Linked DNA regions of Mus musculus: region 1 is linked to region 2. Evidence: chromatin contacts called from public HiChIP or PLAC-seq data. All regions are on one chromosome and are shown on one strand. The core of a region is the stretch at or near the end of the contact, and the rest is flanking DNA. Distances in the headings are between cores, read along the strand shown.

The links. HiChIP or PLAC-seq counts read pairs in DNA pulled down with a chosen protein or histone mark.
Region 1: a contact with region 2 is called in an H3K27ac HiChIP or PLAC-seq map of extraembryonic endoderm stem cells. The contact joins the enhancer-like site here to the promoter of Jpx in region 2. A contact is called at or near these places in 17 of 39 promoter capture datasets (the 3T3-L1 cell line, 3T3-L1-derived adipocytes, the C10 cell line and 10 more), 3 of 15 datasets of contacts at CTCF or cohesin (CD8 T cells, the NIH/3T3 cell line and large pre-B cells), 6 of 484 Hi-C or Micro-C datasets (the C10 cell line, LSK cells, bone marrow-derived macrophages and 3 more) and 22 of 115 datasets of contacts at active chromatin or transcription factors (the 230-238 cell line, CD8 T cells, the SCID.adh cell line and 18 more).

The regions. Positions count from the first base shown.
Region 1 is chrX:103,579,065-103,584,334 of GRCm38.p6, forward strand. The region is part of intron 9 of Ftx (Ftx transcript, Xist regulator (non-protein coding)); the gene reads right to left. Among named protein-coding and RNA genes, the nearest start is that of Mir374b, 8.5 kb to the left of the region's middle. Within about 2 kb of position 2,882, at least 3 of the 459 cell types and tissues checked have an H3K27ac peak or open chromatin away from gene starts, as enhancers often do. A contact at or near this core is called in extraembryonic endoderm stem cells and trophoblast stem cells, where this site is marked.
Region 2 is chrX:103,491,320-103,497,099 of GRCm38.p6, forward strand. It overlaps Jpx (Jpx transcript, Xist activator (non-protein coding)), which reads left to right and starts at 2,239. Exons shown (of 3, transcript NR_015508.3): 1 at 2,239-2,381; 2 at 5,119-5,211.

The sequences.
Region 1 (5,270 bases), core at 1,632-4,131, 88 kb after region 2:
TACTCTAATGGGAACGACAGCAAACCAGAGGCACCTTCTGTAGTTTCTTAGCAAGAAAATTGTAGTATCACCAGGACACCCAAGTTACTAATGAGTTTCATTACATAGTATTTTACTCCCAAGGAACAAATAAGGTACTAGTTTTTCTAGCAATCAAATTTTCTCTGAAGAAAACCGGCTTCCCTGACCAGGGGAATATAGATGTGATATTAAGGAAACCTTTCTTACATTAACTTTTGAAAATTATATCCTTAAATATAAAGAGAAAGAAAATACGTGCTTAGTCATGTTGCTAGACTGTGAGTGATGGCTGACAAGTTTAATCTCAACACTTCACAAGTGGGCCTGTGCTAAATGAGTTCTAGAATAGTGTAGGACTAAGGGATAAAAAGTGTGCCCTGAGAGTTGAATCTCCAAAAGAGAAGGGGATGATAGAAAGATGAGGGTCCATGAGCGTGCTGAACAGGCTCCAAGCTAAAGAAACAGAAAAACTGCCCATTTCTGCTTAGCGACAGTCATTGTTATCAATTACTCCAGTGGCTGGAGAGCTGACCTATCACATTTTCAAACACACCTGATAAGCTGGGCAACTTGTGTTACAAAACCTTTTTCCTATTCATGTTAAGAGAATGTTTGAAGTTAGGTGTGGTGGCACACACCTCAACACTCACGAGGCAGACTTAGGAGGCACAGCAAGGCAGAAGCTTGTGAATTTGAGGAGAGCCAAAGCTACACACAGACAACCTGGCTTAAAAAAATCATTTCTTTCTCCCACGCTACCCCATTGTTGGTTGATAGCCCCTTGATCGCATAGCATTAGGCCACAGAAAACCATATTTTGCAACATTGTTCAGGGGTCCTAAATGAGTGGGTTCTCTTACAGCCCTTAAATTCCGCCTTGAAATACACTGGACATACAATAAATTCCAAAATAGGAGAAATCAGAATTAGAGTGAGCTGGGGGGCAGATAAAGGATTATGCCTTGTCAACAAACTGGAGCAGAACTGGTGTTTTTACCTACTTACAATACATGCTTCCTGGAATGTTAGCTCTTGAAAGCACTATGCAATGTTAAAAAAAAAATCAACCAGTCAGGCTGATCTAAAAGGAAAGATGTTCTTTCCTTCTTGTCCTAAAGCAACACATATACTTGTATCACCCGTATCCATAACATTTCCTATTACACTCCTACGATTTCCATTTGCTCCTTAATAGATGACAAGCCAAGCTATTAAAATGCTGGAGGGGGTCATGCAGTTTCCTTTAGTTTGAGTCAGCCCACCAGCCTACAGAAGGAAAGGAGACTGATTAAAACGTTCTAATGCTTACACATAAAACTCAGCAGGGCCTACTCAGTGAACCTTTAATGTAAGGATCTGCACTCCTTATCTCAAACAACTTACCCTTGTCTTAAGATTCTGGGGGTAGCAGCAGGCATAAAGGATACAGATTTTCTAAAGATGCGGCACACCTTCCAAAGAGACAGCAAATCTAATGCCAAGCAGACATTTGCACCTTGTAATTAAAGGAATCTCTTAGATTCTGCTCAAGTTGTCCTGTGAGAGCACATTAAAAAGATCAAATGGCAGAGTAAAAATGATCACAAGTCTCATATTTGGAATGGCTAAGGGGCCAGGGTTAATCCAAGTGACTTTTGGGGCAGAGTAACTTCCATAAGTTTCCATAGAGCAGTGGTTCTCAGCCTTCCCAATGCTAAGACCCTTTAAGACGGTTCTTCATGTTGTGGTGACCCCCAACCATAAAACTATTCTCATTGGTACTTCATGCGTGTAATTTTGCTATGGTTATACATTTATTGTAGACATTTGTGTCTGCAATGGTCGTAGACAATTGCTAAGGGGTCAAGACTCACAGGCTGAGACCCACCACCATAGGGAAAGACAGAACCCAAAATAGTTAAAGGGAGGTTGAAAACCTAGAGCTAGAGAGCACTAAAGAGACCAGGCAATGCAGGGCCTGACTGACAGCACTTGCCCCACAAGAACCTTTTTTGTCTTCTTAGTTCTGTAATGGACCAAAGGCAATCCCGGAAAAGAAAAAGTTGGGAGGTGATCTAGCCAAAAAGCAAGGAGCAAGGCTTTCTTGTTCATGAAAGCTGTAACACTAGGGGTAGGGGCCCTGGAGTCAGAAACTAAGGGATGGTTATATTATTTTACAATACTGGGCTGGTAAGATTGCTCATGGGATAAAGATGCATCCTGCCAAGTTTGACCCAGTTTGGTGGAGAGAACTATCAACTTATCCTCTGACCCCAATGTACATGTCCCCTACACACAAACAATTCTAATTGTTCCAATGTATAAGAAAACAAACTGTTCTCTGGAAATGCTTGGCTCCTTCCAAAGGAGAGCTCTCTATTTCGGAATCAATATACTGCTTTGAAAAGAGTACCATTTTTTTGTTTGTTTGTTTTGTTTTGTTTTTGTTTTTTGAGACAGGGTTTCTCTGTATAGCCCTGGCTGTCCTGGAACTCACTTTGTAGACCAGGGTGGCCTCGAAGGAGTACCATTTTTAAGTGTGGTAGACTGTAAGTTATCAGGAAAGACTGATCATGGGGGATAAAAATACCAAAAAAATATCAAGACTATCAATGAAGTTACAAAGACAATACTAGAAAATATAGCAAAGCACTAGCATGGCAGGCTGCTGTATGATTAGATTCAGAGAAGGTACTCTTTGAGCAAAGTTTGAACTTCACTCGTTGGATGACTTGTCTATAACGTATAATGGAAATAGTAGCAGAAATGTTTCAGCGGTAGTATTCAAGGCACATTACGGAAGTCTGTTATCTACCAGCAGAAAGAATGGAATTTACCTCTGGGTGCAGGCATGCCATTGTCTCCTCCCTTACAAATTAATCCAGTTGGGCTGAGTCATGTGCTTGGCCAAGGGACAATCACTCAGGAAGGTGGGCTTACCTTGAGCCACACTAAAGTGATAGGAGTAATAATTAGTCCTTTAACCAGATAGTACAATTATCTTTCTAAGAGTCTGTACTCCCTAGGGTTGTTGCCCCAAGTCCTCATGAGGTTTTGTTGAGTCTGCCCGACTTTATGAGGCATATTCAGGTTTTTACTAGACAGGTACTGCACAAAATCTTAACAGCACGTAATAGACTTTTCCATTTTTCTTTTACTAATATCTCTAACCATTCCAAAGACCTTCCTATTATTTCCAGCTTTACTATGACTAAGTAAATGACCTGGACTCATTTCCACATAGTAGTTCACCGCTTCTCATCTGTACAGGTACCTGAACATGTTTAAATAACTAAATTTAGGGATAAAATTAGACTTCTTTATATGCCTTTAATAACTATCTTAAAGTTGGGCTGACATACTGGCATACACCTTTAGTCTGAGCACTTCAGAGGCAGAAGCAGGCGTATCTCTATGAGTTGGAGGCCAGCTTGACTACACAGTGAGTTCTAGGGCACCAGAACTACATAATGAGACCCTTTCCCCCACCCTAATGTTCTAAAACTTCTGTCAAATTTACAGAAATCAGCATATATACTTTATAACTTTATAATTTCTGCGTGCTAAATTGAAATGATTTTATATAATCCTCAATAGCAAATTTTTTCAAAAAGCAAATACAGAGGCTCAGCTGGAATTTTACAGAAGAGGAAAAGCATATTTGTGCATAAAATAAAAGCATATTTACAGAAAAAGGAAAAGCATATTTGTGAAGTGGAGGACCAACTGCATACGTAGCCCAATCCCGTATCTTCATATTTAAGTGAATTTGAAGGATTTTATTGTAAGATGTAAAGAATCCTGTCCTGATAGAATTCCTTCCTATAGCTAAAAGCAACAAGCATGCTTCAGAGTAGCTCTATGTACACATAGCACAAGAACAAAATGTAGCCATATAAAGAGTTATAGGAACAACATGAATGGCCAAGCAAAATTCATGTCCATACAATGAAATACTTCTCAAATATACATGATGCATGAACATGAAGGATACTATGTTAAGTAAAGTATGCTGGACACAAAAGGAAAATATTGCATAATTACAACGATGTAAGAAAGATTTAAGCCTACAAAAATGTCACAAATGAACTATACTAAAAAACCTGAGTGTCACAAATACACCATACTTAAAAAAAAACTAATATATGCTAATATTTAGAAAATGATGACCCTGTTTATTATGGCAAGTGTTGTTCTGTGGACAATATCCCAGGTAAGAGAGTGGATAAGAAATGACTGCACTATAAACTAAAACAATGTTAGTGAAGGACATGGTGGTGCACACATGTCGACTGAGGACGCAGGAGGTGGGAACAGGAGATTTGCTGTGAGTTTCAGGCCAGGTTAGTTAGTTTCAGGTCAATTAGGAATACATAGGAGACACCTAAGATTAAACAATAAAAGTACTTCTTAGAACAGCAGTGTATCAGAAATTTGTAAAAACTGCACAAAGCTAAGAGTCGAGACCATCCTTGGCTATGTTTTAATTCAAGGTAAAAAGGTGTACATTAAGATTAGGACCTGTCTAAAAAAACACAAACAACAGACTATACTAATAAAATACATAAACAAACACATGCATTAAGTCAGATAGTTGAACTCAGATATACTAAGATAGTCACATACCTTTTCTTACAAAAATTTTTCATTTTAGTTATTTAATTGGTTTTGTTTTGTTTTGTTTTTTATCAACAAATAGAATCCCACTGAGATCTCTCTGAGACTCTTTTTTTTTGTTTTGTTTTTTGTTTTTTTTTTGAGACAGGGTTTCTCTGTATAGTCCTGGCTGCCCTGGAACTCACTCTGTAGGCCAGGCTGGCCTCGAACTCAGAAATCCGCCTGCCTCTGCCTCCCAAGCGCTGGGATTAAAGGCATGTGCCACCACTGCCTGGCAAAAAATTTTATTTTTATTTATGAGTGTGTATGTCTGCTTAGCTAAATGTTTACCAATGCAAAATAACTTCTAATATATGTAGTCTAATGGAAGACCATACGTTGTTTCTCCTGTTGTTTTAATAACAATCACTTAGAATTTCTTTTGCTAAAAAGCCATGGCTCCTCTCCCTACCTGGGTCTACAAGGTCACTTCTCTCCTTACCTGGGCCTACAAGGTCACTAAACCAAGGACGAAAGCCTAGAACATCTGCCTTTAGTTTTGGTTACTTCTTTTGGATCAGATGCCTGAAGTTAATTATTCAAGGTTTATCAATCTAAAAACTGCAGATGCCTAAGCTATCTTATCATCAGGGCTGAAAGCACAAAGATAAACC
Region 2 (5,780 bases), core at 989-3,488:
GGTTTTTATCCTAAAACTAAAAGATTGTTCCCATATGGACAAAAAGGGGTGATGAGGGAAAAAACCAGAAAGTTTTAGTCTATTGCCAAAGGCCTGAGTATGTCACAAGAAGTTTGTAGAAGATAAAGTGAGGCCCGGGGAAGGAAGGAGAATTGGGAATTTACAGTCATTCTCTGCTACGTAATAAGTCGAGGCCAGCCTGGAATAACGGGGGCCCTGTCTCAAAAACAGAAGAGCAACAACGATATGCATGCCTGAAAAGCCAAATCTTTAAAAATTAGCTAGAGTCACACTTTCCTAGGTACTTCTTTCAACAGTTTTGCCACAGACATTAGAATGAAGTTGGAAATGCAGACAGTTGGGCTCCCAGATACCCTGAATCAACTTTTATATTTGACTTTTGTTTTTTTTAAGTTTATAAAAACTTTTTTTTTTTTAGAATTTTTATGTGTGTGAGTGTTTTGCCTGCATATAGGTCTGTGTACCACACTCGAGCATGGTGTCAGAGGAGGTGAGAAGCCTCATGCAGCTGCTAGGCATTGAACCCCAGTCCTTTGTGAGAATATTAAGTACTCTTACACACCAAGCCAACTCTCCAGCCCTGCTTTTGGGGTGTTCAACAACAAAGATAAGTAGAAACCAAATACGCACCCAGAGAAAAATCACATATATACAAAAAGCCAGAAATTTGAGAGGCAATGTGTGTGTGTGTGTGTGTGTGTGTGTGTGTGTGTAGTGGCGAGGAATAACATAGGAGGAATTGGAGAAGGGAATGGGGGAGAATATGTAATTATATTTAGATTAATTTTATTTTTTAGTATAGAATAGAGTTTATTCAGGGCATGGGGAGGGGAGTTAAGAGGGTAGCAGAGGCAGGGAAAGGCAGAGAGAGAGAAAGAGAGAGTAGAGAACTAGAGGCTGGCCATGAGCACATGGAGAGAGGGGGAAGGGAATCTAGATTAAAAATTTAAATGGGGGGGGCAATAAAGTGGTTATAGTCACAGGAGCATATCAAATTGATTGTCTTGGCCATGGGTGTGTGTGTGTGTGTGTGTGTGTGTGTGTAATAATTTTCACAAACTTGCCATCTCAGAGAAACTCTAGGAGGAAGAAAGGATTCCAAACAGGCAAATTCTGGCTACAGCTGAGGAGAGCTCGCACAGGAAAGAACTGCCTGTAATGGAATGAAAAGAAGCCAGGGCTTTGCTGTCTTGGGAAAGAGGGAAACCAGTGTAAGGGAAAATGTGCTACCTTCTGGAGAGAGGACAGCCCTCGGCTCCATGACAGCTGTCCCAGGTTGCCTTAGCAAAGCCTTCCTCAAGCAGATATTCACTGAGGCCCCTTCGGCAACTTTCCAACATGGTTTTACTTAAATACACACACACACATGCATTTACTTCGTGTGTGTGTGTGTGTGTGTGTGTGTGTGTGTGTGTGTGTATACATGTTTGCCTGTGTAGAGAGATCTGTGTAGAGAGAAGTATGTGCCGGGGACTGAACCTGCATCCTTTGCTAGAGCATTAAGCACTGTTAACCACTGAGCACTCGCTTCTGCCCCTGTGCCTCGTGGTGCAATAGGTAAAATGAGAACTTTTTTCTTTCTTTTTTAAATGGAAGTGTAGTTCTCTGCCTTTATTGATAACCCAAGATCCTTTTCTAATTTGTGTGGTAACCAGTATTGGTGTGAACATCCAAAAGCCAAAGGAGTTATTGTCAGCTTCGGCCCTGTGAGGTGTCCAATAGGAATAGGACAAGGTATAATTCTGTCTTTATCAAAAACTAGGGGACATACCCAGGCCTGTGGTTTACTTTGCCACCTAGCCTCTGTGACATGTAGATTGCAGTTATAGCAGCTACAGCAATGCTGGCAGCTAAAAACACAGAAGGGGCTCCGAAAGAGATCTCGGGAGCAAAACACAAGCTGGTCTTCTATAGAAACAAAAAAGAAAAAGGAATTTCGGTGGGGGTAGGGGGGGGGTGGGGGGTGGGGGGTGGGGGGTGAGGGGGTGGCAAGAGAACAAATTAAAGACGGGCAAGAAACGCGGGAGCACGTGAAAGATGCTAACAGAGGCAGCCGGGAGAGGAACCGCAAGCGCTCAGTCATCTGCGGAAGCGACCGCGGACAGTCCCGGTCACGTTGCTGGAGCAGCCATTTAGGGACAGCCTGACAGCGCGGCGCCGCGCGGCACAGGGACTGTTCGGCTGTGACGCATGCTCTCCGCCCGCCCGACCCCCCCCCCCCCCCACGGCACCACCAGGCTTCTGTAACTTATAAAATGGCGGCGTCCACATGTATACGTCCTTCCCGGGATTAGCCAGGCAGCTAGAGGATGACTTAATAAGGAGAGTGGAGAAACTGGCCAATTAATGAACATGCCCTGGTGAGTGCCGGGTCTCGCGCTGTCAGAGAGATGGCCGCCGTAGCGGTCACCACGCCGACCCGCCGCAGCGGTCACCACTCCGACCGCATGGTCTGCCGAGCGGGACGAGTAGTCGGCGGCTGGCACTCCGGATTTCTCCCCTATTCCGCCCACAATAGATGAGTGATCAGTGCCCACATCACCGGACCTCCACGGATGAACCTGTCAGGCTGGGGAGGCTCATTCCTAGGAGAGATCGTGTTTTGAGGTTTCCTTTTGTTTTCCTTTGTCTAATTGGGGTTTGACGGATAGTGAGTGTCTCCAAAATGGAGTGTTTATTCTAGCTCCCCAGAGGCCTCGAAAAACGGCCTCAGTTCTTTCTCATCAACACTTAGTAGTTGATAAAACTAGCTTATTGGTAACATTAATTATGGTATAATAACGCTTTTTGCCCTATGCCCTTTTTATGTACTCCAAATGAGGACCAGAGTATGTTACTAAATTTGTGGTCTGGGAGCATCTGTTATAATAGGGCCTTATAGGGTGATCTGTGTTCTTTTGTTAGATGCTTACTTGGTCAAAAAGACATTTCAGTACCTTAGCTAGGCATTGCTGAATAAAGTATGAATTGTTGCAACCATTTGGAAGCATTGATGTAGCTATATTTAGAAAAATAAAAATATATATGGAGTACCAAGTTCCAATATCTGGAACTCAGTAGTCTGACTTTCACGGCTCAATCCTTCAGAAAGAGAAGCATCAGTATATAAATAAGGATACCTAAAAGAGGATGTCTATGCAGCTCTTTTCTTGTGGCAAGTGATAAGAAACAACCTGTGTATCCATTAATAGGAGGATGTTTTAAAAGTCTGTATATTTTGGCTCTTTGGTGTAAAAGATGATATGATAGCTTGTTACATTAAAAACAAGTTGTAGGATAATATGATCTCATTTTTTTCATATATGTATGAGGGTGACAAAGGAATGTTTGCTATTTTTAAAACATTTCGGCAGCTTTATATATTATGACCTATTTAACACAAATGCAAACACAGAGAATAAAATGAAACCCTAATATTAGAGTTGACGTTTTGCCATATTTCTCCACAGTTGCGGCTCACTCTTTTGTCATCCCGTAGATTAAGCATCATTTTTAGTTTAGTAATTGTGCTTATTTCCCCCTTTCCCCCCAGTATTGGTTGTGGAACCTAGGACACTGTGGTGCTAGACAGTCACACTACCACTGAACTATATCTAGATCTGTTCCCACTTTAAGATTTGCTTCTAATTGTGTGTGTAGGAATGTGCACATGAGTACAGTTATGGAAGCCAGAAGAAGCCATAGAATCCTGTGGAACTCGAGTTACAGGCGGTCGTAAGCCCACTTTTTGAGCCCCTTAATGAAGTCTTCTGTAGTTGAGGCTGTCCACGACCCTCACTACCCATTTCTAGCTGCCAAGCTTTGGGATTACAAGCTTGTACCACCATGCCCAGCTTGTCTCTCTTACTTTATGTGTAATAACCCAGGCTGGTCTTGATTTTTCTGCCTCTGCCTCCCAAATAGCTAGGATTATAAGCTCAGCTTCTCCACTTAATTTTTTTGTGACATGAGGATCTAACATGGCTGGTATCTTGCATGGGAGTTCTCAATATTTTGTAACTCAAGTCCCAGGTGGTCCAAATCCTCTTCTGACCTCCTTGGGTACCAGACACGTGATGCACAAACACAAAATGAAATAAATCTCATTTAAAATTTTAATAAATAAAAACAAAACTAAAAGTAATAATTTCTATTTGCATAGGATCTTACTAAGACCAGAATAGTCCATATTAGCAATTAATCTTTATTAATTATAGATACAGGGCAACTGTTGCCACTGCATAAACAAAGGAAGCTTTGAACAGGGCATTACGCGGGCGGCTACACTATAAGTCACTTTAAATGGTTCTGCATGCAGGCAAAGGAAGTCACATATTTGAATCTTGGGAATGCTATATTCTTTGGGACACTGATGGTACTTTTGAAGAGTAAACAATATAGCGCCCGAGACTCAAATTTAGAATGTTATTTCCACTTGTGTAAAAAACGTTACTGTGCCGATGGATCTTTCTGCACAGCAGTGGTTCAGGACTTTGATTCAGCTACTGAAAGTCAGTCAGCCAATTATGAGAAAAGACCATATGTGTGGTCCCAACGAGAGGGTTATCAGGACATCAGTGATGAATCTGACCTTTCTGAGATGTAACAATACCATCACTTAAGTTCTATGGAGATTTGAAGGCAAGAAACCCAGCAGGTTAGGCTCCAGTATGTGACTGGACATGTGACTCCCCCAATATGACCTTTGTAAGGCTCAGGAGAAAAATATCCTGCTGCTCCACCCTTCGGGTAACACCAAGGGCTCTGAGACTGTGTTCATATCAATTTCTTTCTTGTGTTTTTGAGACAGGGTCTTGCTATGTGGATTAGGCTGGCCTGGAATTCCCAATCTTTCTGCTTCAGACTTGATCCATCAAACTTATGGCTATTAATTGACTTTCAGCCATTGAACTGACACTGAAAAACAGGCAAATATTTCAGTTTAATAATTCCAACATTCAGTACGTATTTAAGTCTGATACTAATACATGCTGGATTTTTTAATTTTAAACTGTGTTGTCTTTATTGTTTTGTTTTACTTTTCTTTCTATTGTCATATAACACACTGACCAAAGGCAAAGTAGAGGAAGAAAGGATTTATTTGGCTTGTACTTCCAGATCATTAATCCACCACTGAAGGAAGTCAGAGCAGAAACTCAAGCAGGGACTTGAAGAAGAAACCATGGAGGAATACGGCTTGCTGGCTCACCTGTGCGTACTAGCTTGCTTATACATCCCGGAACCACTCACCCAGGGAATGATGGCACCCATCAGGCCAGTGTGATTTGATCAGTCTCTCAGATGACTGTAGACTGTGTCAATTTGACAGTTAAAGGGCATGTGCTTTGTATTCTCTCTCTCTCTCTCTCTCTCTCTCTCTCTCTCTCTCTCTGTCTGTCTCCCCCCCTCATTTCTCAGGTTTTTTTGAAAGTCAAGTATGATGTAGCCAGTAAAAGGAACTACAGTACATAGGCCTGTAGGGCTGTGGTAGTAAGATACGTGGTGATTTGACATGTTCTGAATGTCCCTGGTTATTCTGTCTTTTACTGCTTGTGTGCTCCTGGGTTGTGAAGTACAATTGCCCACCCTCCTAATTATCTCTCCCCCTCCATGTAAGTGAGATGTGATGACGAGAGAGCTGTGGGTTGGAAACTTCAGGCTGGAATTGGGTACCCAGATATGTCTGTCCCCTTTCCCATCTCCTTTAGTCCTTGACAAAGCAGTTTATTTTTTTAAGCAGGAGCCTTGTTCAGTACAGAACACTCTTATGTATTTTGAAA